Regions from separate parts of the Mus musculus genome. Here all the other regions are linked to region 3. The links are chromatin contacts, called in public Hi-C and HiChIP or PLAC-seq maps. All regions are on one chromosome and are shown on one strand. The core of a region is the stretch at or near the end of the contact, and the rest is flanking DNA. Distances in the headings are between cores, read along the strand shown. Region 1 has its middle 68 kb from the start of B130024G19Rik. Region 2 has its middle 3.0 kb from the start of Gm35894. Region 3 has its middle 32 kb from the start of Gm36260. Region 4 overlaps Gm44812. Region 5 has its middle 37 kb from the start of Gm35894. Region 6 has its middle 51 kb from the start of B130024G19Rik. Region 7 has its middle 20 kb from the start of Gm39032.

What was found. A called contact is a pair of places that touch in the nucleus more often than the background predicts. HiChIP or PLAC-seq counts read pairs in DNA pulled down with a chosen protein or histone mark.
Region 1: a Hi-C map of uterus shows a contact between it and region 3, with 2.2 times the contacts expected there. The contact joins two enhancer-like sites. A contact is called at or near these places in 4 of 484 Hi-C or Micro-C datasets (all in uterus) and 1 of 115 datasets of contacts at active chromatin or transcription factors (neural tube).
Region 2: a contact with region 3 is called in a Hi-C map of uterus, with 5 times the contacts expected there. The contact joins two enhancer-like sites. A contact is called at or near these places in 3 of 484 Hi-C or Micro-C datasets (embryonic fibroblasts and uterus) and 2 of 115 datasets of contacts at active chromatin or transcription factors (epiblast stem cells and neural tube).
Region 4: a contact with region 3 is called in an H3K4me3 HiChIP or PLAC-seq map of craniofacial prominence, with 5 times the contacts expected there. The contact joins two enhancer-like sites. A contact is called at or near these places in 4 of 484 Hi-C or Micro-C datasets (nephron progenitors and uterus), 1 of 115 datasets of contacts at active chromatin or transcription factors (craniofacial prominence) and 1 of 9 other capture datasets (embryonic stem cells).
Region 5: a Hi-C map of uterus shows a contact between it and region 3, with 5 times the contacts expected there. The contact joins two enhancer-like sites. A contact is called at or near these places in 9 of 484 Hi-C or Micro-C datasets (the C2C12 cell line, the HL-1 cell line, adipose-derived mesenchymal stem cells and 4 more), 7 of 115 datasets of contacts at active chromatin or transcription factors (the NIH/3T3 cell line, craniofacial prominence, embryonic hindbrain and 4 more) and 1 of 9 other capture datasets (embryonic stem cells).
Region 6: a contact with region 3 is called in a Hi-C map of uterus, with 5 times the contacts expected there. The contact joins two enhancer-like sites. A contact is called at or near these places in 3 of 484 Hi-C or Micro-C datasets (all in uterus) and 4 of 115 datasets of contacts at active chromatin or transcription factors (the NIH/3T3 cell line, embryonic fibroblasts, embryonic forebrain and 1 more).
Region 7: a contact with region 3 is called in a Hi-C map of uterus, with 6 times the contacts expected there. The contact joins two enhancer-like sites. A contact is called at or near these places in 13 of 484 Hi-C or Micro-C datasets (the C2C12 cell line, cerebral cortex, cranial neural crest and 5 more) and 7 of 115 datasets of contacts at active chromatin or transcription factors (craniofacial prominence, embryonic limb bud, fetal liver and 4 more).

What each region holds. Positions count from the first base shown.
Region 1 is chr7:70,432,044-70,434,888 of GRCm38.p6, reverse strand. No RefSeq gene overlaps it. Among named protein-coding and RNA genes, the nearest start is that of B130024G19Rik, 68 kb to the right of the region's middle. Within about 2 kb of position 1,353, at least 5 of the 459 cell types and tissues checked have an H3K27ac peak or open chromatin away from gene starts, as enhancers often do. A contact at or near this core is called in uterus, where this site is marked.
Region 2 is chr7:70,588,913-70,591,960 of GRCm38.p6, reverse strand. No RefSeq gene overlaps it. Among named protein-coding and RNA genes, the nearest start is that of Gm35894, 3.0 kb to the right of the region's middle. Within about 2 kb of position 1,535, at least 11 of the 459 cell types and tissues checked have an H3K27ac peak or open chromatin away from gene starts, as enhancers often do. A contact at or near this core is called in uterus, where this site is marked.
Region 3 is chr7:71,410,087-71,412,884 of GRCm38.p6, reverse strand. No RefSeq gene overlaps it. Among named protein-coding and RNA genes, the nearest start is that of Gm36260, 32 kb to the right of the region's middle. Within about 2 kb of position 1,259, at least 73 of the 459 cell types and tissues checked have an H3K27ac peak or open chromatin away from gene starts, as enhancers often do. A contact at or near this core is called in craniofacial prominence, heart atrium, kidney and 2 more, where this site is marked.
Region 4 is chr7:70,513,404-70,516,427 of GRCm38.p6, reverse strand. The region is part of intron 1 of Gm44812; the gene reads right to left. Among named protein-coding and RNA genes, the nearest start is that of Gm44812, 5.8 kb to the right of the region's middle. Within about 2 kb of position 1,522, at least 48 of the 459 cell types and tissues checked have an H3K27ac peak or open chromatin away from gene starts, as enhancers often do. A contact at or near this core is called in craniofacial prominence, nephron progenitors and uterus, where this site is marked.
Region 5 is chr7:70,622,963-70,625,765 of GRCm38.p6, reverse strand. No RefSeq gene overlaps it. Among named protein-coding and RNA genes, the nearest start is that of Gm35894, 37 kb to the right of the region's middle. Within about 2 kb of position 1,540, at least 103 of the 459 cell types and tissues checked have an H3K27ac peak or open chromatin away from gene starts, as enhancers often do. A contact at or near this core is called in heart atrium, nephron progenitors and uterus, where this site is marked.
Region 6 is chr7:70,414,942-70,417,684 of GRCm38.p6, reverse strand. No RefSeq gene overlaps it. Among named protein-coding and RNA genes, the nearest start is that of B130024G19Rik, 51 kb to the right of the region's middle. Within about 2 kb of position 1,279, at least 24 of the 459 cell types and tissues checked have an H3K27ac peak or open chromatin away from gene starts, as enhancers often do. A contact at or near this core is called in uterus, where this site is marked.
Region 7 is chr7:70,821,002-70,823,855 of GRCm38.p6, reverse strand. No RefSeq gene overlaps it. Among named protein-coding and RNA genes, the nearest start is that of Gm39032, 20 kb to the right of the region's middle. Within about 2 kb of position 1,410, at least 40 of the 459 cell types and tissues checked have an H3K27ac peak or open chromatin away from gene starts, as enhancers often do. A contact at or near this core is called in heart atrium, kidney and uterus, where this site is marked.

The sequences.
Region 1 (2,845 bases), core at 104-2,603, 980 kb after region 3:
TTATTTTTGAGGTTCCAGAATTAGTAGCAGAAAATCATTTTCTAGATTACAAATGATAGCTAGCCATGGAAGTGAACACCTTTAATCCCAGCACTTGGGAGGCAGAGTTTGAAACCATCCTGGTTTGCACAGAGAATCATAGGACAGTCAGGGTTAGGTCAAGACTCGTTCTCAAGAAGGAAGCAAGGAATGGAGGGAGGAAGAGAGGGAGGGAAGGAGGGAGGGAGGAAAATGGTATACCTTTGTACTAGCTCCAATTTCAGAGGACAAGATGGACCTAATGCAATTTTAATAGAGTTTAGAAGATAATGATTATCAGCAAATCACCTTCTGCTCCCTCAAGACATCTTCACTGAAGAACATGATGGTTTGCAGTAAAGCATCATAAGGGAGATTCTAACACAGCAGCAAGGAAAATACTAACACATCACGTTGCCCGAGAGCAGGATTCATTCTTTAACCAAGTCAGGGGCACCTCCAGAACACAAACCATAGAAGACAGAAAGTTCTACAAAGTTCTAGGGCAACCCTAGCAAGTACATGGCTTTCAGTCACTCTGAAACAATTGTTCTGATTCCGGGATTTACAAGTTACCTTGTAATGTAAATAGTTTTGTTTTGTTTCTTCTTTTCCATGCATTTGAAAGCAATGGATTTGTTAAAAATATTTCTTGGAGCCCAAAGCTGAGTCCAATCTGTATGGCTGAGCACGTGAGAGTCACTCTGGTAAAGGGTGTTTAATGAATAACTTTGCAGTAAAAGGCCTTGAAAACTTCCTCCGAACACCAGATCCCAGCTCCTTGTCTAAAATACGTTAACAGCCTCCAGAAGGTTTTGAGACGCTGCTAAGTGCGTCAGGCCGGCTTCAGAAGCCCTGACATTTCCATTCTGCCACAGGAAAAGGTTCCTCCTTGGTCTCCACCCTTCCCCCACCCAGGCTGTGTTTGGAGACCGAGTGGGTTAGTGGTTCTGCTGGAGAGAAAGATTGATAAAGCCAAGGCATCAGAGTTGTTTCCTATGCATGAAATTGATTAAATGCTTCGCTAAATGGCTTATAAATTTGCTTCTCATATTTCTATCACCCACTGAAAAGATTACAGAAACTCCGCATATGACCATGTTGTATACAATACCAAATTACAAAAGGTTGTAAAAACTAATGTTTTGTTTAAAGTTTTGAGCAGGACCATATGCCTTCAGTGACCTTGAGTAAGCTATTTTAATTCAAAACATTTCAAAGACTATAAAGGGGAGAAATATAACAAACCAGCCTAGCTGGGCAGACTTCAGCTCACACTGTTCAAATGTCTTGTCGTCTGCTCAGGGCCCAGGGATACTCCCCATACAAATGCCTGCGCTTCGAAAGCTGGGAAGCACATGTGGTGTCAACAGGGATATATTTACAAAGGAGATGAAACAAAGCCATTGAGACCTCCCAAAAGCTGAGTCTGTTCTCTTATTTTTAGTTCAGAAGGGCGCATCCTCGGGCGTAGGAGTCCTGAACACTCTGGTAGGACCATGTAGAGAAGATGACAAGTATTAACTGGGGTGGGTGGGACCGTTTTATTTGCGAAGCTTTGTTTTGGTTTAAATCTTTACACATCTTTCAGATGTCAATGATGTTCTATTCTCTCTTGCTCAGGAATTCCTTCTAAGGATTATATAACATTGGGGGTTGGGGGTTAGCCTAGAAGCAATTTACAGGCAAGCAGGTGACCCACAGATGTTACTTGGGAAACTAACCTTCTCTAACATGGCCTGAAAAATACCTTCAGTTCTACAGGAAAAATGATATTCCTTCATAACATTTATAGGACATCATGTCCTAAGCAAGAATTAACATTTGGCATTAATGCACGGTTCTGGCAGGAATTTCAAGAGAAGAAGGTTTACAACCAGGGATGGGGTAAAAGCCCTACTGCTCTCGTGTCTGTGGAATAAGCCCAACATTCACCGTATTCAGAAACAATAAGGGCAAGGGCAAAGATGGCCACCGTAGCTAGGGCAGGCCAAAGCCCAGTGAGGTTCAAATTGTCAGTAGAAACTTCAACACCAGGTCCAGCCTGAGGCAAGCCTGCTTCCTATGCAGTTTCTAGGCACACTGAGTGATCTACCATTTCGTAATCTTACTAGGAAAACCTGTTTTCTTTCTTTCTTTCTTTTAGTTGTCATACGTTCATTGCACATGTTACCAGGTGTAAGCATACTTTCAAGTATATAGCATACTTTTTGCGAATATTCTTCTCCATACTCCTGTCCTTTCTCTCCCCTTCCCATTAATTTCCTTTACGCCTTACAATTTCAATTCTTCTTTGTGTAATGTGTGTATGCCCATGAGCAGACACTTGTGTGCATTTATTTGAACATGTCCCTATGATGGAGTACAACATGTATGTATGCATGTGTGTGTGTGTGGGGGGGGGGGGTGTGTCAGAACAACCTTAGGTGCCATTGTTCAGGCAGGAATTTTTCCTTCCTAAGGAATTTTTTTTGGGGGGGGGGGTTGTTAGTTAGTTAGTTTGCTTGCTTGCTTCTAAGACAGAAGCACTTGCCTGCATTTTTTTTTAAGTAGTATAGGCTAGATGGTCAGCCAGTCCAAGAATCTTTCTGTCATATAAGCATGTGCCACCATAACTAGCTTTTTTGATGTGCCTTCTGGGGATTGAATTCATGTCCTCCAACTGTCAGAGCCAAGATGTTACCAACTCAGCTGCTTTCTCAGCCGCCCCACATGGTTGTCATGTCATATATGCACACATGATTTTACGCAACTCTATACAATCTAGGATCCACAAACAGGAGGAGATACACCATGATTTTCGTTCCTTTTCTCTTTTCATTTCCCT
Region 2 (3,048 bases), core at 286-2,785, 820 kb after region 3:
CTCTTCTTTAGCTAGAGTCATAGCAGTTTCTGTTTCTAACCTGGGAAGAATGCGGTGGGGACTGAAAAGCCCCTGCCCCATTGTCCCACTCCCCGGCACTGATCCTTGCTTTTAACATCATAATGAAGGATGCTCTTTAGTGGATTATCTTGAGAAGGGATTAACTCCTTCAAGTCTTCTTAGGGGGAAAGGTGTTTTGAGCCTTAAATACACACCAATTGCCTGCTTAACTTTTCATCTTATTTTGAAAACTGCCCAGCTGGAATTCAAATTCTTTTCCATAGAGCTGAATTTTATTAGTAGCAAAGTTGGAGTTGGGCGCAGCAGATGCTAAATATAAGCGCTGTTCTTTTAATCTCGTGGGGCCAAATGTTTCAGATATTTCACTGAGACGGGGCCGTCAGGATAAGTCTCAATCTAAACTCTGCAAGTGCTGAAATCCTCACCCATCTCCCAGACACAGAGTTTAAGCCTGCTGGAAGACCACGTTTTTTTACCCCAACTTCGCCTTTAAACTCCACTTGTCTAGATCCCCCCTGTTCTGGGGCTTTTAACATTATCAGTGCTGTTTTAAGTCACACTCAAAGTAGAGCCCAATGTCTAATAAACACACACTCGCTTGAAAATGTGAATAGTTGGTCTATAATTTATAATCAGGTGGCTTCCTCCACCTTTATCTTAATAACAATTTATTTCTGCCTGCCTGCTGCATGTATGCCTTTGTTCCAGATACACGGGACCCTTCCTCCAACCTGATTTCTATGAACTACAATGTTGTATTGGATAACTTTTACCAGGGAACTAGATAGTTCTTGCCTTGTACAGGCGCCGCCTTTTCTTTTAACTCAAACTTCTTTTCCTGGTAGATTATAACTTTTCTTTTGTTCAACAACCCCCCCCCCTTTTTTTTTGGCCAGAGAAAACAATCATTTTTTTAAATGCCTGTTTAATGCAGAAAATTACACCCCCCCCCCCATTACACACACACACAGGAGAGAGAGAGAGAAAGAGAGAGAGAGAGAGAGAGAGAGAGAGAGAGAGAGAGAGAGAGAGAAACTTTTTCTAAGACCTCTTTCAGGGTCATTCGTTTTAACCAAATGATAACACACATCACCCGCAGCTTTTAATAATAATAAAAACGTTATATGCTGAACGCATGTCTTAAAATCCAGATCCAAGAAAACTTCAATTAACAAAAAAAGTCAGGACAATGAATTTTGGTGATTCTTTTGCACATTGAAAGTTTGCAGGTGCACAGTTCTTCTGAGGCACATGAAATAAAGGCTGGCTCTTTTGATATCTATACATCCCCGCACACACTAACTATCCTAGAGGCTCCGCTTTAGTGGCAATAACCCTCCACATTCTTTCAGGGTAAACTCTTTAAGGAGTCATGAATTTTATTTATACTCTCTCTCTCTTTGAGAGTCTTTTGTTTATTTGCTGTTTCTTTCTTTGTGAAATAACACTCCCAGAGGAAAATCCCCTCTCTGCTTAAGGAATTAGGCCAGAGACAAAAGCAGTGAATTCTTTAAGCCTTGTTTTGTGCTAAGAGAAATGTTTGACATTTCTGTGGAGAGGTGTTTAGTTTGGACTCATTAGGTCTTAGGGACACTCTTTTCTCTTTCTTGGTCTTTCAGTTTCTGCCACTGTTCCCCCCACCCCACCCCATGTTTGGAAGACTGAAGAGAATTTACCAGAGAGTAGAGTGTAATTAGGTTTCCTATGAGCCAAATGCAAAAATCCAGTTGTTTTTTAAAGGAATCTCCCTTGCACAGCAGGTCCAGAGCTGAGTCCCACTTCCTCATACCCATCTGGGCCTGAGAAGCAGAAGCATAAACACAGAAGGGCGCTTTCTCTGATGGAGATGAATACTGTCCATGAAACTCTTTTAAAGAAAGTTGCTTGTCCAGTGCTCTCACGCATCACTGTCTGACCAACGCTTTCAGTTCCCCATGCTTTCTCTAGGAACAAAATAAACTCGGGTTTTACATGAATTGTATCACAAAGAAAGAATTTTAATTATTTTTGTTTTAGATGCATTGTCTAGCCACAGTTTCTTCCCACAATCGTTTAAAAGATATTTATGGCCTTGCCTGAGTATCAGAGCTCAAACATTTGGCTTCCACTGGTAATAGAGATGTCATACTGGCTTGTTAATTTTCTTGCCTGAATTTGGACAAGCACAAATCTTTTGTAATTTCCCCCAATCTCATTGGATGTGGTTTTAAAAAAAATGTGAAGGAGATGAGGTAGGAAACAGAGGAGTCCTACATTGACACCACACCTCACAGAGTGAGGAAGTCAATAAGGTAGCAGGACACCATGGACCAGAGCGTCAGCAGATGACATCCTTACTGCCATGCAAGCATGCAGTACATCTCTTGTCTGGTCTTCAAATCATTCGCAGATCTAGTTCTGAAAGTAAAGATGAAAGGGGGTGTGGAAGATGAGAAAGAGAAGAAAGAAAAAGGAGAGAAGAAAGAACGGGGAATAATAATAAGAAAAACAGAAGGGGGAAGCAGAAGGGAAAGAGGAGGGGGAGGACAAGGAAGGAGAAGGAAAAGAAGACAGAAACACTAAAGAGAAGTTTAGTGTCTGGGATTAAACAGGAAACACTCAGAAATAGATCCTTCTACTCCTGGACTGTGCCACAGTACAGTACGCCTCCCTGGTCTGCATCCATTGTTCCAAAGTACTCACTTGTCTGTTTTGAAATTGTGGAGAAGCCACAGCCTTGTCCACCCAGCCCTGTCATGAAAGATGGAGATGAAGGGCTAATTTCCTTGGGCCTGTTGACTTTAGGAGAAAGTTTTTGTCATATATACCCAAGGAGCTTCCTTCAGTCAGTGTGACAGTGCAACCTGCTAAACAGTCACTTGAATGTTTCCGAAAGTTCCTTCTACATCCAGCAAACCTCAGTAGAGAAAGGTTGACCTACTATTTGTCTCTCATTTACTTACTGACTTGCTTACTTATTAATTGTACAGCATCTTTCTAGGCAGGATCTCACTATGGAGACCAGGGTAGCCTTGAACTCACTGGAGA
Region 3 (2,798 bases), core at 10-2,509:
TGCATAGCAGGGCACACAGAAAACATTCTTAGTAAAAACAACAACATCAATTATTTACATCAGCACTGAAATGTATACTAATGGGAACAAGTTGGTCTTCAGGAATTCATATAACTTATAGAACATATAAGTACAACAAGGAGCCTAGGTATGAATGAACGAGATGCCCAACAGTGGATAGGGTGTATGGAAAACAGTGGTGTCACAATAAAATGTTCCCTCTGTGGGTAATTTCCTTCTTGTATATATCTAGATTTACTTTTAAAGGGAAATAAAATAAAATAGAGAACCAAAAAGAGATTTTTTTTCATGCCCGTCAAATCAACAAGACCCTGGTAAGAAGAACAGACACAGGACGTGACAAGGTGGGAAGATAAGAGAGTCTCAATGATACACAGGAGGGATTCTGCTGGAATTGATGAGGGCGCCCTGAAGTTAACTTTCCTCCAGAGGGTTTGCCTCTAACCGCCTTTGGTCCCTGCAGAACGGTTCTGTGAACATGGCAGCTGCGGATCCACCAGGGGGAGCAGTTCGCCAGCACAAAACCAACCTTCCCGAAGGAAGCCGCTGAAGTTGGCTCTTCCTCTCAATTTACACAGCTGACAGGACCCTGATTTTATCAGTTCTCCTAGATGCAGCACGCACATACCTGGAGCTGATTCCCTCCAGCCAGCCTCATGCTACTGGGATACGATACACCTCACAAACTCATGATCACAGGCACGCTTTTCCGTGCATAGCAGCCCTTGTAATGTACCTCGCCTTTTTTTTTTTTTTTTTTTTTTTTTTAATAGGAAGTAATTTGGGCTCAGCTTCCACACCATCTTTTAAGGAGAGAATGAATAGTTTATCAAACTAGTTGTTCGGCGTGGCATTAAAGTGTGTGAGAGTCTCCCTCAGGTCTCGAAGGCAGGTATCTACTGGAGTTTACTGATAACCCGGTTTCTCTCTTCAGCAACCCCCCCCCCTTTTTTTTCTTCCTTTAACCAAAGCCCTGGGGCTGGGAAAGAAAACAGCTGTCAGAGAAAGGCTGGTGTCGGTGATAAGCCTTTTGTGTGCAAGCTCAAACTTTGAGACCAGCCTGTCCAAACAAAACAGCTGTGGTCTTCAGTGTGGACGGCAGAGTACACCAAGTCTGTTGGTGAAGGGGGGTTGGGGGGTTGGGGGAGGCAGAAAATATGCCGGTCCCTGAAGCATTCTGTACATGGTTGCACAATCCATGAAGGAATTCCCAAGGGGAGCCAAATTTTATTTTTAGTAGAGGTCAGTCCTCCGGTCTCTATCCTAATCCTCCATTGTGGCGCTTTAGCACATTGCTGTTACAATAGCCCTTGATGCTTGAGGTGGAAAGCCTGGCTCCTGGCTCCGCAGCTCTGGCATGAGGAAGGCGGAGGAGCCTGGGGGCTCATTCTAGACTCCCAAGTCGCTAGTGAAACTGCTCTCGGGGACCCTTGTTTCTAGATCAATCTGCTTCAAGATCCGCCTCTTTCTGTTAGTCACAGAGCCTGTGTCAAGAGCCTGTAAAGAACAATGTAAGGGACGCCAAGGCTACTTTGTAACCTTAGTCTGTGCACCCGGCTCTTAAAGCCACTAAGTGAAGCGAAAGTCACTCTTTTTTTTTTTTTTTTTTTTTTTTTTTTTTTTGAGAAACAAGCAAACAAACAAACAAAAACCCAACAGACTGTTTCTGGAACTTATCTGCTTTCGTTCCCTCATTTGTCCCTCATGGGCAACTCTGTAGAAAGCAAGCCTGCAGCTGACATTCAGGGAGTAGCTGATACCACCTTTCTACGGGGGTTAGTGTCCCTTCTAAGTAAATCAAACACAGGAACTAACTTAGGAGCATTTTCCTTCAACCTTTCTGTTATTATACATTCTCATAATTTTCAAATTGACTTCTGAATAAACCACAGAGGGGGGAAAATCATGATTCTCAGGTGATCTTACGTATTTAATCTGTCGATTGTTGTTGTATGTTGTTTTTTAAGAGGACCAGGCTGAAAGAGCTGAAATCATTTCGGGCAAAGTTTTATTTTTGGTATTCCACTACTTTATCACAGTTGTTCATCCTGGAAATGGAAGTGAAAAGAATCCCATTAAAAATACATAATAGTATGGGCCAGGCATAGTAGCACATAGAATCCCCAAACTTAAGAGACAGAGGCAGTGTTGAAACAAACTCAAGAGCTAACATTGTGATCTGATGTTATCACAGGGATCTATGTCTCAGTATGGGGGTAATCTGGGTATTTTTGGACCAGGAGACTGAAGGACAGACAGCACTTTACCTGGCTGATTTTCTTGCTACTCTTCTAGTTGTGTTTGCGCAGATACCACAATGCTATATTCTGAATTCTGGCACAAATCCATGAGAGGTAAAGCTTACATGGGTATTAAGTGCTTAGTCACCAGATTGAAGAAACTGAGTCACATTTTATACCTAGTAGAGCAGTAGAGGGCTGTCTGCCCCTGCCCCTGCCCCTGCCCCTGCCCCTTTCTGCTTTTGCCTTTTTCCCTTGCCCTTCCATTCCTTTCCAATCCCTCGCTTCCTGAGTTGCTCCAACTTAAGGACCTGTATGTGATAAACAAACTGTACTGCAGAGCCATGGGTCAGACCCCAGAGTAGAGACTTAGCATCGCAGGCAAAAGGAGACACCGATTTCAACAAGATGTCAAAATTGTGCCCATACCTGACCCGGATTTCTTAACACTCCTCATTGAGAAGTGGCCCTCTGCCTAGACCCATCTGCAGGTCCTTGGCGAGCGGGACAGGCTGTCCCAAGCCTCCCATTTAGTGT
Region 4 (3,024 bases), core at 273-2,772, 900 kb after region 3:
AGGCTAGAACTGAGAAAGGGTTTTTTCTCTTTCCCAGTAAGACCTACCAAATTGCAATCACCTTTACAGAAAGGGGCTGCAGAAATAGCGTCAGCAGCAAAGGAGTTGAGTTCGTAGGTCATTGTGTACTGCTCAGAGGTTCCAAGACTCCCTCAACTAAAGTTGCCACTCGCTCCCTGTTTCTGGATTTGTGAATAACTCAAATGGGTGGATTCTGTTTCTCCATCCTGTCCTTGTGTGTCTCTATGTGTGTTTCTGTCTCTCTGCCTCTCTGTGTCTCTCTGTCTCTCAGTCTCTCTGTCTCTCAGACATTTCTGTCACACACACACACACACACACACACACACACACACACACACTCCTGCTGTCTCCCACCCCTACAATCGTTAGACTTTATGTCTTCCTGAAGCAGAACTTTAACTGGACATATTTTAGTGTATCCACAGTGACACATCACTCTGCAGGTGTCCCTCCAGTGAAGGACATGTATGAAACTTTGAGTGGAATTAACACTGCTAAACTGAGTTTGAAACTGCAAGAGGAAGTGCCCTGGGATTTACCAAAATAGTCTGGGAGTTGAAAAATTACAATCCAGGTGCCTGGCTTTTTCAGGTTACTCCCCTCCCTCCACTCCCATGCACCGCTGCCTGCAAGCTTATTTACAGAGTCAATTAACGAAAGATAACCTCCCATTGTGTAACCATCAATAAATCAATCGTGTTAATACTATCTTGGAATGTCCCCCACTATTGACGTTCATATTGTTTACATTAGACACTTGAGAAAGCCAGAGCCCTTGAGTCGGCTTGTTCCAAGTTAATGGATTCTGGAGTAGCCATTACTACATATTACTTTCTTTACAAAATATTTGAAGTTGCTCTGGGGTTCACCTGCCTTATCCATGCTGGCAGGGCGCCCTCCTCCCAAGCAGCAGGATCCAATCTCTGCCACAGAGAGCCCCGTGACTACTTAGGAGGGCAAACATTTATGAGCAGTCATAAGGCAGCCACTTAGGGTACACCTACTTCTTTGTGATGCGAATAATGTATTTCCACCCAGCCCAGCCCCCCACTGTCAGCCACCCTCAACAATCTGAGGAATCAAATTAATCTTCAATTATGCCAAAGAATCTTAGCGGCTAACACAGCTCACGTTACCAAGTCACTTAACAATTGTGAGCCTTTCATACAGAGAGCACCCCAAACACGGGGCTTTTCATAATTTCTCTCCCTCCCCAATAAACTGAGGGAACTCTTTCCACCCTGTGATCATTTCAACATGGGGGAATCTTGAAGATGTTGTTGATTAGCTTTGAAAGTGAATGAGAAATAAATCCTTGTGCATAATGCCTACGGTCTGAACTTTGTCACTCCAGGCATAAAGTCGGGTCTAATGTTTTGTTTTCTGTTTAGTACTTCCTCTCTAATGACACCAGAAAGACTTAAAGAACAGGTTTTTCTCTTAGCAGGGACACTCCTAGGCTTTCTGGCCAAGGGAGTTTGCAAAGGCAAGAAATGTGCAGGATTAGAAAGGAGGGAGGGGGAGGGAAACCCGGTGGTGCAGTGTCTGAAGTTTCAGATTTCAGAGCTGGCTGCAGACCTGGGCAAAGTTCACTGCTCCCTCTTCGAGATGTGGTACATACTTTTCAAGTTTCCACTTGCTTCTTAGAGAGGGAAAAATGTGGCCTGGGAGTTGAGGTTGCTAAGGCCGAGTGGAGCCAATTTAAGCAAGCATTCCTTTCCGAAAAGACAGGTTGCCTCGCTGTTGTTATTTCACTGCAAATACCAGAAAGTCTAGATCCTCCGCACTCTAAGCAAATACTTGAGCTGCAATGTTGAAGCCATCTTTTTTCTACTGTGGGAAAACAGCTATGCCCCTCCCTGGCTCTTCTCTACTTATGCCTTGACAAAGTGGAATATTAACATACCTTGTTGTACATCTTATCAAACAATGGCTTCATTTTTCGCTTGCTAAGGATGGGTAGTTATGCTACCCATGACTACTAGGTTATAAAAGAAAGCTCTCGTTGTTCCTAGTCTTTTTTTCTTTTCTTTTAACTTTCATGATATATCTATCTTCTGAAGGGTGTTTTAAAAAGGGTGAATAAAATAGACAGGACTTAGGAAAGGAAAACAGACCTAATTACCATCTCTTCTAGGTCTTACTGTGACCCTAAAGTGAAAGCTCCAAAGAACAAGAGTGGCCTTAGAACTTGCACACCAGTATGTTTATGCCTTCAACTTGTTTGTACAATAAAGCTGTTGATTCTCTTCCAAAATAAAGAGGATTTTCAGTTTTTTTTAATGAATCAATAGTTATTAGTATTTGTGTCTTACATGAGAAAGTAAAATAAGTTTCCAAATTTATAGATATAATATTTTGCATAAAAATTTGCATCAGTTGAGCATTTAAGTCCATACCGGTATGTAACTTTATATTACATTCTGAAAAGCCTTTTTATATGGAGAGAGTACACTTGTATTCAGGGCAGTACATACTAAATTGAAAATTTAGACAGTCAGTTAGGAAACTGTCCTCTGTACTCAAAATGTCATTGTTTCTCTACAACCTGGAAACACCCATCTTTTAGTCAAACTAGAAAATGGTAAAGAGACCACACATATGCTTTGACACTTCAAAAAGCCCCTGGGACCTTGAAGTGTATGAAGTGATAAGCTGGAAGGTGGACACCCCTTCCTGGAGTGCTTTGCATGGTTTCTTTCTCCACCTTAACTTCCTACACACTGCTCTTACCCATGTCCCTCCTTGCTAACTCTTGGTTTTCCTTGCACGTTGTCATTTTGCTTTCTGCTTTGCTTGTGTCTTGCCCTATGCCACCACTTCCATATATCCCATGTGACAAACACTCATCCACCAGCAGCTGATTTCTCCCTCCACGTTGCTTCAGGCTCCTTAAAGCTCTTTCTGGAATCATCTGCTCATGTGGCTATCTAGGCATTTAAACATCTATGTCAATACTAGAGGACTTCATTTTCTCACTGGCTAGGGCTTTTGTATATAGAA
Region 5 (2,803 bases), core at 291-2,790, 790 kb after region 3:
AAAGGGAAGCAGGGTCGATTCCAAGGAGCTACAGGTAGACAGAAGAGCTAGAACCCGATCTAGGGCAGGGCAGGTGAAGCTGGCAAGGTCAGCCATTCAGTCACCAGGTGGTGCATTTAATTTAAAAGGAGTGTTAACCTTGTTTATACAAAATAACACCAATATGGAGGGAAGCCGTAAATCCGTTGTCGTTAAACAGTGGGGAGCCGCTGGCTCTGGCAGCCTGCCCACCAGCGACGTGAACTCGGCTGGCACTGAGCGTGCAGGAGCACGGCCCGGGCGGGCTTGCCAGCCTAGCCAGAGAAGGCCGGAGCTGCTCCCTCTCTGCCCACCAGATGACTCTTCGCATTCTTGTCAAATATATTTAGAACAAGAGGTGTCCGCTTAAAGAGACGCATTTGTTAATCACTTAAATGCAGGCGTTTGGCCGCGAGCCAAGTTTACCTTTATAAATATGTAGGATCGGTTTCCAGCTAGGCAGACAACTCCTGGGTGAGATCTCCTCCCCCCCCCCCCCCCGCACCCTTCTCTGGGGCAAGCGTCTCCTCCAATCGACCTAAGGTGCATGTCCCTAACACCTTATTAATTTTGTAGCCGGCGGGGGTTTCCTGAGCCCATGCCAGTCTTCTATCTGAAAGTTAAAGGAGATAAACACACGCTGGCCCTGCACAGAGAGGAGAGCGGTGTTTCTTTAAGTAAGGAGCAGATTAGAGTTAAATTCCTGTTGACTGGAGAGCCGGTGTCCACATCCTTCTGTTTACCAGCAGCTGTCCCTGTTAATGACACTCTGATAACTCTAGAGCTGCCCTGGTCAGCGGTGGGTGAAGCAGATAAAGACGCCACTGTTAAACAGCCCAGACCTCCACTTCTCTCTCACTCCTTGACTGAAGAGTCAGTGAAAAGTGCCCAGAAGAGGCAAGCCCTGGGTGCCCTGGCATTTGCTCCCCAACTTGCGAGTTCATAGTCCAAAAGCCCTGGCTGTTCAGGCAGTCTACTGCAAAGCTGATGAAAATTCCAGCAGTGGAGACTGGAAGGGCAGGGTGGGGGCGGGGAGAGCAGCTGCCTAGCCGGGTCAGAAGGTCAGCCGTAGGCATCTTGGAGAACTCTCCTCCTCCTGGTTTAGTAGCAAGGACACTTCCCTGCCCCCCAACCCGACGAACAGAGATAGTTAACATCTCGGGGCCTCAGCAAAGAACCACAGCTGTCCTAGGGTCGTTAACCACAGGGAAGTCACGTTTAATATTTGGAACAATCGCCCTCCAAAGATTTTATTGTTGTAGGGGACTTTGCCCTGCACCCTGGTGAATACCCTTGAGTCTGCAGCCAAAACCGCAGGCGAGAAGATTAAAGAAAGGTGCCTAAAGTGACTTGGAAAGGTTAGTGGCAGTGTATGAGCTGGAAGCCAGCTCCCTATCTGTTATTCGTTCCAGGCAGACAAACAGATATTTAAATTTCCTACTTGAAGCAGGCAGACAGCAGCTCTCTAGCTTCTTCTTACACTGGGGAACCTGCCAAGCCCTCACCTGGCTCAGCTCCCAGCCTGGGTGATCCCTGGGCTTTCTAAGACCCACCTCCAGCCTGCTTAATTCCTGAATACAACCCACGTGAAGATCAACAAACGCAGAATCCCATAATCCCTTTCGTGCTCTAACCAGTGAAGCAGACATACCTCCAATCAAGGCCAGGCCTCGGACAAATTGATTTCTGCTTTTAGAAAGTGTAAATATTTTTGCTTCTTTTCACCTAATTTTTGTCACCTGAAGTATGCCCCTGATTTACTCCAGGAGATACTGAGGGGGTCAGGGAGGTAAAAGGTTAGCCAAGTAGGGTGAGCTGTTCAAAAGAAAAATGAGCTTACTTGGAGTCCAGGTGATTTCCTTAAGAAGGTCTAAAAAGGTCTTTGATATTATTATGAGACTAACAAGGCAGGGTATTTCTCTTTCTTTTTCTTTTCTTTTTTCTTTTTCTCTTTCTCTTTCTGCTTCTTTTTCATTTTCATTTTCTTTTCTTCTTTTTCTTTTTCTTTTTCTTTTCCTTTTTCTCTTCTTTTCTTTCTTTCTTTCTTTCTTTCCTTTTTTTTCTTCTTATTTTTTTCTTTCAAGACAGAATTCTTCTATGGAACAAAGCCTACTCCTGAACTAGCTTTGCAGACCAAGCTGGTCTCAAAATCACAGAGGTCCTATTGCTTCTGCTTTTGGAGTTCTGGACTTAAAGGCATGCTTCACTACCCCTGGGCTGAGACAAACTATTCTAATACACTGTCTAGGGCACCATAAGGTCTGTGATCCATATTTCCAAACTGTAACATCTCCACAAATATCTTTACACAAAACATTCTAAAATGACTCCTTCTTTACAATGTAATTGGATTATTGTCTTGGTGTGTGTGTGTGTGTGTGTGTGTGTGTGTGTGTGCTTGTGTGTGTATTCAAGTTTTCCTATGTGTGTGGGTGCATAACTGTGGAGGTCAGTCTCCAGTTTTGAGAAAGGTTTTCTCAATGGCTTGGAGCTCACAATTATTCGTGAGTCCAACCATTGTGCATGAGTCCAAGAACCCTCAGGCATCCAACCATCTCCACCTCTCTAGCACTGGAGGATTACGGTTACATACACTCCATGTCTTGCTTTTACTCAGAGGTTCTGGGGATAGAAGTCAGATTGAACTGAACCGCTTACTGACTAAGTCATCTCTGTAGCCCTAGATTGTTAACTCTTTATGGGAGATTTTAAATTAGCAGTTGCTAATGAGTTGACTCTTGTCTCCACAAAATTCCTAGCTGAGAGTGCAGAGCCTCCAGTCCCT
Region 6 (2,743 bases), core at 30-2,529, 1.0 Mb after region 3:
TTTCATCTCCCAGACCCACCATCATGGCTCAAAGACAGTCTTAAGGAAACAGCCCGTTGAGAGAATCCCTCTGCTCCCTGGAAAAGCTTACGGTGCATGGAAAAGGTTATGCATCCTTGGCATGACATCCATGGGCTCTGGATACAAAGGAGGATGCATGCGAAGATGCCGCTGCAACTTGGCTTATTGATTGACTGAATCAAAGACGAAACGATAATTACCCCTGGTTCCATCTGAGCTGAGAGAGTCCATCCACACAATCTTTCCTGCAGCAGGAATGAAGCTTTATTACAAAGAAAACCCGTTTTAAAATATCTCCAAAGAGATCAAATGCCTTCCTTTACACCCTTGCAGCTCTTTAACGTGTGCTATGGGCCAAGTATTGCAATTAGAATCAGTCACGTTAAGTGCTCCAGTCACATAATGCTAATAGATCACTTTATAATGTGAGCAGTTTTTAAAAGTCGTATTTAATTTTCCATTATTGCTGTACTGAATGCTGGTTGTATCTGTCTCTCCCCTTATGGATACTGAAGCCTGGCAAAGGAACAAACGCCTGTTGGCTGATACATTGCTCAACATTGGCTTTAGTTCTCACAGGCTTGAATTGGGACCCCTGGTATATAGTCTATACCAATGTGATTATTTTGATTTCCAGACCAAATAATGAGGAAGTCTTTTATTCTTTTTGTGTCTTATAAGTGGAGTCTGAGGAAAAAAAAACCCACAGGAGCATGTATGTTCCTCTTGTTGCATGTGTATGAGCACATGAGTGTGTGGTTTTCTTTAAGAAAATGAAATGAACCAGAAAATAAGCCCTTAACAGTAACCCAAGAAATAAAACAAAATCATTTACAACACATGGGATTGTTTCAGGATATGTCGAGATTACACGGTTTAAGGGAACTATCCCGAATGTGGAAGCAATTATAAGGAAATTCATGACTCATTAGCAAACATTCCATATTGTGTTTCTCATTTCTGGGTCAACGTTACTAGTAAATATAGGCTTAAGATTTAGCTGTTTCCTTGACTTCGGCACTTGATTATAGATAGTTGGGCCATACGAAACAGAAAGCAAAAGGCCCCCTGGTTTTGAGCCTCTTTATCTTTCATATGTACAGAGTTTGATCCTAAAGGTAAGTAAGGAAGTAAGAACTTCAAAAATGTAACAGTAAGCATCGAGTCGGTGACAGAGGAGTCGCCTGGGAATGTAAAGTAAGGATTACAAGGAGCAAATGTGTACTGGTGATGTCTGTGGGGATTTTGTGTGCACCCTGCTTAGTATGCAAAATGGCTGGTGAACTCAAGTACCCAATGCTGTATGTAATGGGATCCAGATGTCTAACAGAGAGAGAAAAATATTTTATAGCAATAAATGTGACATTGACTCTTAAAGGCTTTGCTGTTTCGAAACAACTTCCCAGTCTTCCTTTTCTTTATATTTCAAGATAGCTTCAAGTAGATTGTTTAAGGACATTATTTTCATAGTTTGAAAGAAAGCGTATTTAACTTGTTACTAACTTCCAAATGACATGCCAAAGGAGGAATGATCTGTAAAAAAATAATTTTGAAATTTGTTCATTTACCAAAGCACTGGCCTCCACAAAGCTATTTATAACACATACACGCACACACACACACACAAATATATATATTTAAAACATATATATATATGGCATATATATGTGATATATATATGATATATATACATATGTAAATAAAGCATAATTCCTCCTTCCCCTAAGGAACTTAAAATACACTGGTTGCAATACCTTGCATGCAGCTGTTTGGGTGTATGGCCCAAACAGGCACAAAGTGTCTGAGAATTAAAAGAAGGAGGAGAAAACCCTGCGGCTAGAGGGTTACATGAAAAAGGCTCTCACTGGTCCATGAGGCCAGGATTTCCCACTTCAAGACCTTCCTCTAAAAAAGCAGTGAGGCTACCTTGGGGGAAAACCACCAGCTCTCTTGTGCAGCAGTTGCCTCTAACCACTCAGCTCTCCCAGCATCCCGGCAGTGACTCCCAGTGATGCTCCAACTTGCACCTTGGGAACTTCTCTTAAGCCCCTGTAAGCACCGCATCCTAATGGCGAGTTTGTAAGCTCCATAGTTAGCTGGGATTCGCCTCCAGCTTTCTCCTGTAACGGTTTGTGGGCAGTCTCTTCATCCATTCCTCACACCTGCATCTTCTCGCCTACATCACCTGCACTGTCGGTTCCGCTTTTGCCAGGTCCTGCACACAGATGTTGTGTAGAACATGGTTCTTGTGAGGGATCCTTAGCTGTCAACCTCTCAGTCTTCTAGTACACATCCATGCTGTCTTAGTCTCTTTTCTCTTGTTTGAAGGTCCTTCTGTATAAACTCCATACTTTTCAAATTCCTCCTCACCTTATATGCCTCTTCTCTGGCAGAAACTACTAAGCCTTCCCCGACACCTTGTAAGAGAACTAAGGATTCTCCCCTAAGCTCTGACTGCAGCTCACACTCAGCTAGCAGAAATGAATACAGCCTCAGACAACAGAGCGGAGTAGGGTCAATGGTTTAAGATGACAACAATGGAAAACCCCTTTATTAACTAAAACATCAACCCCTCTTTGCTATTGGCACTCCCTCTGTCTACGACCTAGTAGACTGGGTCTCAATATTGCCAATATGTCCATGTTTTGAAAGACAAAAATCTTTGCCTAAAGATTTCCTGTTGATCATTGTTGGACATTAAATTAAAACAAGCAAACAAACA
Region 7 (2,854 bases), core at 161-2,660, 590 kb after region 3:
ATAAATGGATCCTGTGCAAATGCCTTACATTTTCCTTAATAAACATGTGGGCTTCAATACAAAGGACAGGACCTGACTAGGGAGGAAGAAGCCTTTTTCTGGCCACATTGTGACAAGAGTACTAGGAAACAAAGTGACCTGTGTGCCATACATCCAAAGGGTAACCAAGTTTGCCCATCTTCGGTGACAAAATTATACAGATCAAGAGAGTTAATGATACAGTATGGACAGTGTCTTGATTGAGGACATCAGAGGAACAAATTTCTAGAAGCCCTTTTCTTCCCAGAGATTTAACTTTTCATAAGCAAAACAATTATTTCATTCAAAAAAAAAAATAGAAAACTTCTATCAAAACGTCCTGACTCGGTTTCCTATGGAATATTGAAAGCATGCTATAGGCACAGACGTCAAGTTTGCAGGTTTAACCCCAGGGAGAGAAAATTATAGTTCCCTCCATTTATCCGTGAACCCTGCAGCTGGCAAAGGCTGCACTCTGTTAGTAATTACACCGAACAGATGAGGGACTTTTTAATTTTTTTTTATTTTGACCTGCAGTTAAACAAAATTTGCTTGTTTTATTTTTGGTTAAAAATGATGAAGCAGCAGCGACCCCGGTTTCACCCCGGAGCTGTTGATTTTCCCCCCCTCCTTCGTAATTTGTTTCAGACTACGAGTGCACGGGGTTTCATTTTAGTGGGAAACGTTCGCTGCCAAGACCTTCAGGGGTTTTATCTGCAGTTTATTTTGTTAACTACGAGTTTAAGGTTGTTGTGAACTCTCCTCCTCCTCCTCCTCCTCCTCCTCCTCCTCCTCCTCCTCCTCCTCCTCCTCCTCCTCCTCCTCCTCCTCCTCCTTCTCCTCCTTCTCTCCTGTTTTCCTTTCAAATTTCCCAACCAGAAAAGTTTGTCTTCAGCTTGAGAAAACATATTGAAGGTAGAAGGGAAGGAAGAATGAGTTCCGGAGAAGTCAAAAAAATCAACGAAGGACTGAAGCCAAAGGGAGAAAAATAATAAAACGGAGCAACTGAATTCGCTGCCATAAAGGTTTAGTGCGCTGTCCACACTCAACTCCCACCCTTCCCCCTTGTAATTCAGATTTAACACTAATAAAAGAGGGGAACTAAAGATAATTGGCTAGAGTCAAGCATTGAATATCAGGCATTTCACAGGATGACCCAGCTAGGCAACTGCAGCTGAGCGCATTTTAACTTACGAGTCCAGAACAAAAAACAATGGTTCATGAGGCAGAAAGAATGTGCTACAACACCCTGTTGCCCTCGCTGGTATTTATAAAGTTTTGGCAAAATTTCATAACAAATTTCAAAATAATGTGAAAGTGGCCTGTTTCCGGTTTCTGCCATGCTCCATGCCTGTCATGGGGATGTTGCGGTCAGGGCAAGTGGCCAAGGATTTGCCTGGCAACAGAAATGGAACAGGCCGGCTGCTACTAATCCTCACGTTTGTACAGTGCTTTTTCTACTTTGTGTTTCAAAGAACTTACGCATAGACCCCAGTCTTCAATCCCTCCAACAAGCCTGGTAGGCCAGGCTGATTTGATTTTGCAGATGATGAAGCCAAGATTGTAAGAGATGATGGATTTGATCAAGGGCACAGAGAGAACAAGAATGACCGTAGAAAATTAAACCCACTTTTCTGACTTAGACCAAAGAACCGTCTATTAGTAGTCTATTGTGGGATAAGGACACTAAAGCCATTTATTGGCTTGCCTTCCCCTCCTCTTCCATTCTCTATAGGGCTTCTGCTGTCCATCCCTATGGTCACCCAGGAACCTGAGGATCCTCTCCAAACAGACTGTAGACGAGAGTGGACCTCCACAGGGTATAGCATAGCTAATTTGTCTAAGCCTAGCACACCTTTCCGTAGACAGGGCTGGCTCTCACTTGCTCACCCAATAGTTAAATAACTTAAGCCAATGTGAAATATTCAGGGGGCAACAGCATCATTGCTGTCTCTGAAATACAAAGTAAGCCAGCCATTCAATAAGATTTAGCCCAGTATTTATCTCCGCTCATGGTCACATGTATTTTTGCTGGGTTGAAAATATTCCCTGTCCTGTGGGCACTGTGTCTGAAGGCTGCTCAGCATATTGTAAAGAGTAAAAAGAAATACTTGGACTGTCAACTTCAGGTGTGCTAGTTAACGCCACCAAATCTCTGCATCTTTTCTATGGAATTACCCATCTAATCTTTAAGGGATCGGTGTGAGGATGAGATTGGCCCACACAAGTGTCTATAAAGAGTTGGTGCTGCTGTTCTCATTGACCCAATCATTTGAACTCGGGATGTAACTTGCATGGAGGCAAACGGTACAAAGTTGTGTGATGCTGTGATGCAGGCTTTTATCACCAAAGCAACTGACCTGACCTGCCAGTGATGGGATGTGATGGCTCCAGCCTGCACGCGAAGCAAGCACTACTAAATTTCTTCAATATACTATTTCATTTAATCCTCCCCATAACCAGGACTGGAGAATTAAGCAATTATATAATTACACAGCAAATAGATCAACTCAGATAGCCAAACTGAGTAATTAGGACTGAAAACATTATTAACTGAGTTTGTAAATGAATCCTTCAGGTACTTATCTTAACTCTCTGTGTCTCTTTGTTCACTGCAAATTATCAGCCTAGGATAATTTATTCGGTTAATTTAATTGGCACTAGGGTCCAACCAGATAATTCAAGCCTAAATTATTCACATTGTCTTTCAAATGATCTCAATGTTAAAACAAGATTCACACTTCCCTTCGACTCTATCTGTAGTGTTTCATCTAGCACAGGGCAATCTATGACACTACACCGGAAAATCTTGAGTGTGTTTTCTACCTAACTTGTC